Linked DNA regions of Mus musculus: region 1 is linked to region 2. Evidence: chromatin contacts called from public promoter capture Hi-C data. All regions are on one chromosome and are shown on one strand. Each heading gives the region's core, a stretch centred on a gene start, on an enhancer-like site or on the middle of the called end of the contact. The rest is flanking DNA. Distances are from core to core; before and after follow the strand shown.

Region 1 (3,822 bases), core at 356-2,855, 200 kb after region 2:
GTGCAAAGCTGTGCAAGCAGGTCTTGAAGACTGAGTTGAACACTCATGATCTAAGCACCATCGGTCACCAATAAAAACGAAGGTAAAACAACCCAAGTGGCCCTGGTTACATGAAGGACAGGTGTGGTCTACACACACAGAAAGACTTTAAATCTTGACTGAAAAGGGAATTCTGACACAGGATGAAACTTGAGTCTCTGTGTGACCAGTCAGAAGAAAACACTGTGGTCACATAAGGTACCCAAAGTTAGATTCACAGAAACACAAGGGACCTGGTGAACACGGCGTCTGTGGGGAAATGGGGGCAGTGGGTGTCAGCTGGGAATGAGCAGATGTCGCCAGCTGCCCTAAAAAGTCAAGCTGGCAATTTTTGTGTTAGGTGGGAAGGAAGGACTGCCAGACACAAAAGGGGCTGCACTGGATAGTTCTGTGCCTACTTGAGTCATCTGAAAGGAGGGAACCCCAATTGAGGATCTCCATAAGATTCTGCAGGCAGAGCCGGGCGTGGTGGCGCACGCCTTTAATCCCAGCACTCGGGAGGCAGAGGCAGGCGGATTTCTGAGTTCGAGGCCAGCCTGGTCTACAGAGTGAGTTCCAGGACAGCCAGGGCTGCACAGAGAAACCCTGTCTCGAAAAACCAAAAAAAAAAAAAAAAAAGATTCTGCAGGCAAACTTGTAGGGCATTTTTTTAATTCATGAGGGAGGGCCCTGCCCACATGTGGGTGTGGTCCTTGGCTAGTGGTCCTGGGTTCTGTAAGAAAGTAGGCTAAGAAAGCCACAAGGAACAAGCCAGTAAGCAGTACCCCTTCATGGCCTCTGCATCAGTTTTCTGTCCCGTTTGAGTTCCTATCCTGACTTACTTCAGTGATGGACTACAATATGGAAGTGTGAGCCAGAGAAACCCAATTATCCCAAGTTGCTTTTGGTCACGGTATTTCATCACAGCAACAGAATTCCTTAGATGTTGGTATCAGGAGTGGGGTTTTGCTGTGACAGACCTGACTGTGCTGGTTTTTTTTGGGGGGGTGGGGGGTGGGGTGCGGTTATGGAAGGGCTTTGGGTAGAAAAGCCATTGAGTGTTGAGAACTCAGTGAGCTGTTCTGTGGGAGCTTGGAAGATGAGATTATTGAGAGCAGTGCAGGTGATGGAGGCCTGGCTTGTGAAGCTTCAGAGGAAGGAAGCACTCCATCAGGACTTTCCTTACAAATCTGTGGTTCTGGTCAGTTGGGACTGAAGAATTAGCATGATTATTAACAAGAGACCAGAACCAATGAAGTAAAACCCATGTTTTACTGGCACAATAGGTGCTGGTCAGCTGGAGCTGAGAAATTAGTGGTGACTGGGGAGAGTTGGGGGGCGGGTGCACTTTTGATCCCAGCACTTGGGAGGCAGCCAGGGCTACACAGAGAAACCAAATCTTGGAAGAGAGAGAGAGAGAGAGAGAGAGAGAGAGAGAGAGAGAGAGAGAGAGAGAGAGAGAGAGAGAGAGAGAGAGAGAGAGAGAGAGAGAGAGAGAATATGAATCTGCTGGCAGCTGAACTCGGTAGTGTAAGAGTTATCCAGGTGGTACTGGTTTTGAATGCATGAAAGGATCATGAAAAGCAGCTGAGGCCTAGCACTGTGAGAAGCCAGGATGGGTCACTGGAGAAGGTGTAGCCTCCATATAGTTGAAACTCCAGAATTAAAGGGATTGTGCAGAGAAGTTGAGACTTGGCACCATGAAGGAAGCCTAGGAGAGGCTATTGGTGAAGGTGCAACCCAGTTGCAGCAGAAGACCCAGCATTTGTGGAGATGTCAGTACCATGGGATGACCACCAGAAACAGTAGCAGTAGTGGAGTTAAGTCAGCCAGAACCCAGAAGGAAAGCTGTGTGTGAGGCAAAGGGCAGAGAAGCGAGCCCAGCCCTTTGGAGAAGCCCAGAAGACTGTGAGCAGATCTCAGACACTAGATGCTGTTATTTGCGCTGCTGGAGTTTTGTTTTGCTTTGATCTGATTGTGACTGTGCCCCAGTTCTTCCCTCTTGAAGTAAGGAATTATTTAACTTAATTTTGAGTTTTACAAGAGCCCACGATTAAGAGATTTTGAACTTTTAAAAGAGATTGGGGATTTTCACAAAGACTGGATATTTTAAAGGGGCTGAACTTTTACTGTGTTTGAATTTATAGACTCCTAGGCTTTTAAAGGTATTTATGTTTTTTAATGTGAGGTGTTGGGAAGAAAAGAAGGTTGTGTCTTAGCTGTGATGTGTTTGTGTGTCAAGCTGACAAGAGGTCAGCTGTGCTGGGTAGTCTATGTGACACAAGCTAGAGTCACCTGAGAGGAAGGAGCCTAGGCTGAGGAAACGCCTCCGTAAGACTGAGCTGTAGGCAGGCCTCTAGGGTATTAATTAGTGATTGATATGAGAGGGCCCAGCCAATTGGTTGAGTCATTCCTGGGTTCTATAAGGAAGCCGGCTGAGCAAGCCATGAGACTCAAGCCAGCAAGCAGCACCCTCCATGGCCTCTGCATCAGCTCCTGCCTCCAGGTTCCTGCCCTGTGTGAGTTTCTGTCCTGACTTCCTTCAGTGATGAATGGTGACATGGAAGTGTAAGCCTGATAAACCCTTCCCTCCCCAATTTGGTTAGTGTTTCACCATAGCAGTAATAACTCTAACTAGACAGAGGGCAAGATGTTTTATTTGGCTTGGTCAGATCAGTGGATCGTTTGCTAGTGGAAGTGAAAACAACCCTTTCCCCCAATTCTTGTGTCACTTTAAAGTATTCAACAGGGTGCGTTGCGGAACATAAAAGGGTACACAGGGTAGTCTGTGTAGATACATGTGTAGGTCTTACGCCCCAGGAAGCTCTGTACCTGGTTACACTCTGTATGTGTGTGAATGTGTGTGTGTGTGTGTGTGTGTGTGTGTGTGTGTGTACACTCACGTCTGTCCTCCTGAGCTGTGCCTGTCTCAGCTGGGAAAAGACAAATGCAGACATTTTTGGTCTTTGGCTGCATGGAAGGAGGCAATATGAAGTGTGAACATTTTCTAAGGAAAGGGCCTGAGACCTTGGGGGCTGAGAGACAGGAGGTGGCAACAGGGTAGGTCTGTGGGCAGTGGCAGGCTGGGTGGGTCCCTCTGAGTCTCCCTGCACCTTCCTCCATCTCGGAGATGCCTGACCCCGGTGACTGAGGTGCCAAAGACACTTGTATTGCGGTTGAAATCACAGAAAGGTTTTAGATAAAGGGGTGTTCAGTTCTTAGTAGAAATTTCCCCTGGGGTCAGGAAAGGCATGGATTTTTCACACAGAATAAGAATAACTTTAATATAGTTTGTTTTGATGGCATAGGGACTGTGGTCTCAGAAGCACGAACTGGAGATGTGTCATGCCAGGGTGACCAGTGTTACCCTGATGTGGACCCATAGTTCATATTGAAGTGCAGGACGGGCAAATGATCACAGGACAGAAATGTGGACAGATAGGCCTTCCTTAGTGGCAGCCGGACTCTGGGTCCCCGTGTTAACCCCACAGCTCCGATAGGATTGCGCTCACGTGAGGGTTGGTGATACTCGGGGAGTGCTGGGCTGGAGCACTTCCTGGTGTCAGCTCTGGGCCATGATGGAAGTGGCCGTGCATGCTGGCCAGCAGAGGCTGTGCAGTCAGGAAGAGTGTCCATCCGTGTCCACCCATCTGAGGGGTGGACACCACTCCCACGTTTTACTTCTGTATTGTAAGTTTAAACTCCACCTTCCCTTCGTAGGGGTCATGGGGGTTGTTGAAGGTCACGTGGTCTGCCAGGATCTTGCACACGATGCTGACTTGCATGTTCTTGGGGACGTTGAGG
Region 2 (4,119 bases), core at 1,031-3,530:
GAGGGGGGTTGCCCCTTGTGGGGGGAGGGACTCACCAGAGGCACAGGGACACTTGGCATAATCACTGGGTGGGACAGAACTCGAGCCCCCAATCAGGCCAAATAGCCCAGAACTTACCTGCATGAATGCGTGACACTCTGTCACAAAGTCCCCTTTGGTGATCTGCTTAAACTTGTCACAGATGTCTGGAATACTGCTGGCTTCCAATATAAATTCCTGGTGTTGCTTAATTAAGGTCAGAGCAACCCGGAATATGATTTTGGAGCCCTCATTGAACAGACAGTCCCAGATCCGTAGCACCGTCTGCAGAGACACAGAAATTCCCCCATCACTTCACAGCAGCCCACCCAGCTCCTGGGGCTGATGAAGGTGCTCACCTCCACAGGTAGGATGTCCACAAACAGGCAGATGAACCAGCGGGACACCAGCAGGGTCCACAACACACCATGGCCATCCATCAGGGCTGCCACTGCTGGTAGCTTCATCCTCACCAGCTCTGCTAGGACCTCTTGGTCAGTCTTCAGCCCCAGCATTGCTGGGCTATAGTAATCTGCCTCACGGGGGAGAAGGGGAACTGAGAGACTCAAATCAGCAGGGCCTGGGGGCCGAGGCCTGTATTCCCAGCTACTTGGGAGGCTAAGGCAGGATGAGCTCAAGGTCGATGCCTACTTGAGCCACAGATAACTTCATAAGCCCCTGTTTCCAAATGAAAGAGGGCTAAGGGAGGGGCTCAGCGGCAGGGCATTTGCATAGCGTGTACAAGGCCCCTGGTTTCATCTCCTGTACACATAGACACACACAGACTCATTCCCTGTGAGACGACACACAGGTTTTCAGTGATTCTGCTTCCTCAGTAAGTCCTCAGGGTATCGGATTCCGGCCACCACTGAGCGGTGAGGAATGGGAGTTATGGGTTAACAGGGCAAAGTTTCAGCCTGGGCCTCAGGGCTGGGATTCAGCTCAGCTGGACAGCATGCAAGAAGCCCTGGATCTGATCCAGTGCCATAGAAAACTAGGGATGATGGCACACACCCCAAGTCCAACACTTGGAAGATGTAGCTCTTGGCTGCATAGTGAGCCTGAGACTCACTATGTCTCATGTCGGGGTGGGCAGAGAACAGGAGTAGGGAAGGAAGTGTCCGGGTGATAAGTCTTATCTTGTAATAAAAATCAAATCCACACACGTGCTTCCAACACCACTTCATCCGAAGACACGGGACACGCATCTTACAAAGCACTTCTGAGTTTCCTACTCACTTAGTTTTGTTTTTTTTTTTTTTTTTTAATTACAACTTTTTATTCAGTGGGCAAGGAGGAGCATGTGGGCTGTGGAGCCATACATGCGGACAGCGGAGGGCAACTTGATGGCCTCTGCTCAACAAAGTGGGTGGGTCCTGGTTATGAATTGGTGACGAGACGAGGCTCCACCCACCAGGCCATCTTACTGGCCTGACTAAATTTTTTAAGTTGTTAGTGCGATGTGTTGTTATAAATGTCAGTGCTTGATTTACACTACAAAAAAAAAATCACCCAGTCCGTAATAAAACAGAAAACCATGGTACACTAATTATACATCAAGAAGTGAATGCAAAACAGGCACCCTGCTGCAGGAGGAGCAGGCTACACTCACTGGACATCTGGGTGAAACGGGATCATTCTACCACCATGGGGTTACAAGGCAGCCTATCTCAAAAACAAACAAACAAGGAAGCAAGGAAGGAAGGGAAGAAAAGAAAAGAGGGAAAACCGAAAACGCTGTCCTCTTGCACACTTGCTTTGAGTCTGCCTCTTGGGAGCCTTTCACAGTTTGCTGTTCTTGTTTCGTTGTTTGCTTATTCGGGTGTTTCTGGGCCCTGGCAGCTCTCTGAGATCCCAGGTTGACCTACAGGCTGCGACTCTCTTGCGGTAACCTCCTAAACACGGGGATTACACACTAGGATTGCACGCCTCGCTCTCCTTCCTAACTCTGCACATCTTGTTTATCTGGGAGAGGTGTGTGAAGAGACAGCCAGTGTCCCCAGCTCTATCATCAGCTCAGAAGAGGGACAGGAGCTGAGCAGGGACAGCAGAGATTTGCAGAGGAGCATTTCGTGACCTTGGCCTTGCTTGGAAGCTTAGAACAGCTTCCAAAAATAGAGATATTAAACCCATGCTCTGAACTCCAAGGAGCTGAGCCGGTCTCCAGGGGAAAGACTGCATTAACCCGCCACACCTCCACGTTCCTTCCCATCTCCTGTGGAAGCCACACCACTGCAGAACCACCCTTGGACACTAGGCCAGTGTGCATAGACTGGGTCAGAGCCATGCATGGCCCGAGCCCCAGGCTATCTATTCCTTTGGTCACAGCCGCACACCAGGCTCAACCACAGCAACCCTGCCTGGCCCAGAACAAGGCAGATGCTTCCAAGTCTAAGTTTGATACTTATCACTCTTCACGCTCTCCACAATGAGGTTGTCTGCACTTCGTGGCATTCGTTCTGAGACTCTGCCTATTGGCTTCTGATTATAGATAAAGAACCTATCAAAAGCACTTATCCTTAGCGCCAGTATGCAAGAGCCCATATTTGCTGGCAGAGATAGGCTCTGCTTGGAACAAGTGAGCCTTCACCTTTTGCTGTAATCCCACCCCCACCCCGTGCAGCCCAAATGAAAACAAAGAACTGGGTGGTGGTGGAGGAGGAGACACATGCCTTTAATCCCAGTATTCAAGAGGCAGAGGCAGCTGGGGTTCTGTGAGGCCAGCCTAGTGTAGGCTGTAGTTCTAGGACAGCCAGGGCTACACAGAGAAACCCTGTCTTAAAAAAAGAGGAGAGGAGGAAGAAGAAGAAGAGGAGGAGGAGGAGGAGGGTGGCGGCAGCAGTGGTGATGATGGTGATGATGATGATGATAAAGAGTTTGGGGAAAGCTATGTATGGAGACACCAACTCCTGGGACAAGGAAGAATGCTGAGCCTTGGACCCCAGAGCTATCACACTATAGGAGCCAATAAAATAGTACCTTACCCTACTACACACCCAGGCCTTGCAGGTAGAGCTCTCCAAGGGCCAGAGGCCCAGCCTTGGAGACCAGTGCCTCTCCCTTGCTGTGACCTGGGGTTACCACTCAGCTCCACCTATCAGGATACAGTCACATTCCAAGTTCGAGGACATCATGAGGCGCCCAGATCTGAGGCTGAAAGGCAGAGACACAGGAGTCCCGGGATATGTGCCACCAACCGGCCCTTTGGGATAAAGGGTCTGTGCTCCTTCCCTCATTTCCACCTGCACCCCAGGTGCAGCATAAGTGGCTACACAGGAAGAGGAGGAATGGCTGTCAGCACCACTGCAGGGGCCCCAACCCACAGAGTGGCAGTGTGTGCTTCTAGAAAAAGCCTGCTTGGACTGTCATGGTGCCTGCACTGAGGGATTCTGGGAAAGGATATCTTCCCCAGCATGTCTCACAGTTCATGGCTGGAACTTCTAGCTCACCTGTTTCTGGGTCTAACTCAAACATTATCACAGGCATGTTATCCCACGCATGTGCACCCAGGAGAAAAGAACACCCCGAGGCCTGGTCCGGGAGTCTCTCAGTCTGTCTCTCTCAGTCTGTGTGTCTGTCTGTCTCTCTCCTTTTTGAGTCCTGTCCTGTAGCTCAGGCTGTTCTTGAACTCGTGACTTTCCTGTCTTAATCTTCCAAGTACTAGGAGTATGGCGTACACTGTTTTGTTTGTTTTTTTATTTTGTTTTTCAAGACGGAATTTTTCTATGTAGCCCTGGCTGTCCTGGAACTCCCAGACTGGCCTCTGACTCAGAGACCCACCTGCCTCTGCCTCCCAAGTACTGGGACTAAAGGCGTGCACCACCATAGCCCGAGGATCCGAGGATGCACCGCTCTTCTTATTGGACAGGCAGAGAGAACTTCAGTGGGTTTGAAGATCTGTATCTTCTTTTCATTCCCCAGTGAGAGAACTTGGAAAAGGACTGGTGATCAGTGATCAGAAGCAACAGAAGTAAGGGAACTTTAAAAAGAAACCATCAAGCTGGGGGGGGGGGGTGTTGTTCATGCAGCCCCTGCTCCAGGAAGCTGGGGATAGGAGAGGGGCAGTGGGGATGTCCTCATGACCCCAGGAGGTTCAGGCCT

Evidence for each region. Capture Hi-C pulls out chosen DNA fragments and counts their contacts.
Region 1: a promoter capture Hi-C map of adipose tissue shows a contact between it and region 2. The contact joins two enhancer-like sites. A contact is called at or near these places in 4 of 39 promoter capture datasets (embryonic stem cells, hippocampal neurons, liver and 1 more) and 3 of 9 other capture datasets (adipose tissue, embryonic stem cells and liver).

Annotation. Positions count from the first base shown.
Region 1 is chr8:13,382,931-13,386,752 of GRCm38.p6, forward strand. Atp4b (ATPase, H+/K+ exchanging, beta polypeptide) reads right to left here. Exons shown (of 7, transcript NM_009724.2): 7 at 3,279-3,822. The coding sequence ends at 3,696. Among named protein-coding and RNA genes, the nearest start is that of Atp4b, 12 kb to the right of the region's middle. Within about 2 kb of position 1,606, at least 5 of the 459 cell types and tissues checked have an H3K27ac peak or open chromatin away from gene starts, as enhancers often do. A contact at or near this core is called in adipose tissue, where this site is marked.
Region 2 is chr8:13,179,206-13,183,324 of GRCm38.p6, forward strand. Grtp1 (GH regulated TBC protein 1) reads right to left here. Exons shown (of 8, transcript NM_025768.2): 6 at 378-550; 7 at 118-303. Among named protein-coding and RNA genes, the nearest start is that of Mir1968, 7.8 kb to the right of the region's middle. Within about 2 kb of position 2,281, at least 25 of the 459 cell types and tissues checked have an H3K27ac peak or open chromatin away from gene starts, as enhancers often do. A contact at or near this core is called in adipose tissue, where this site is marked.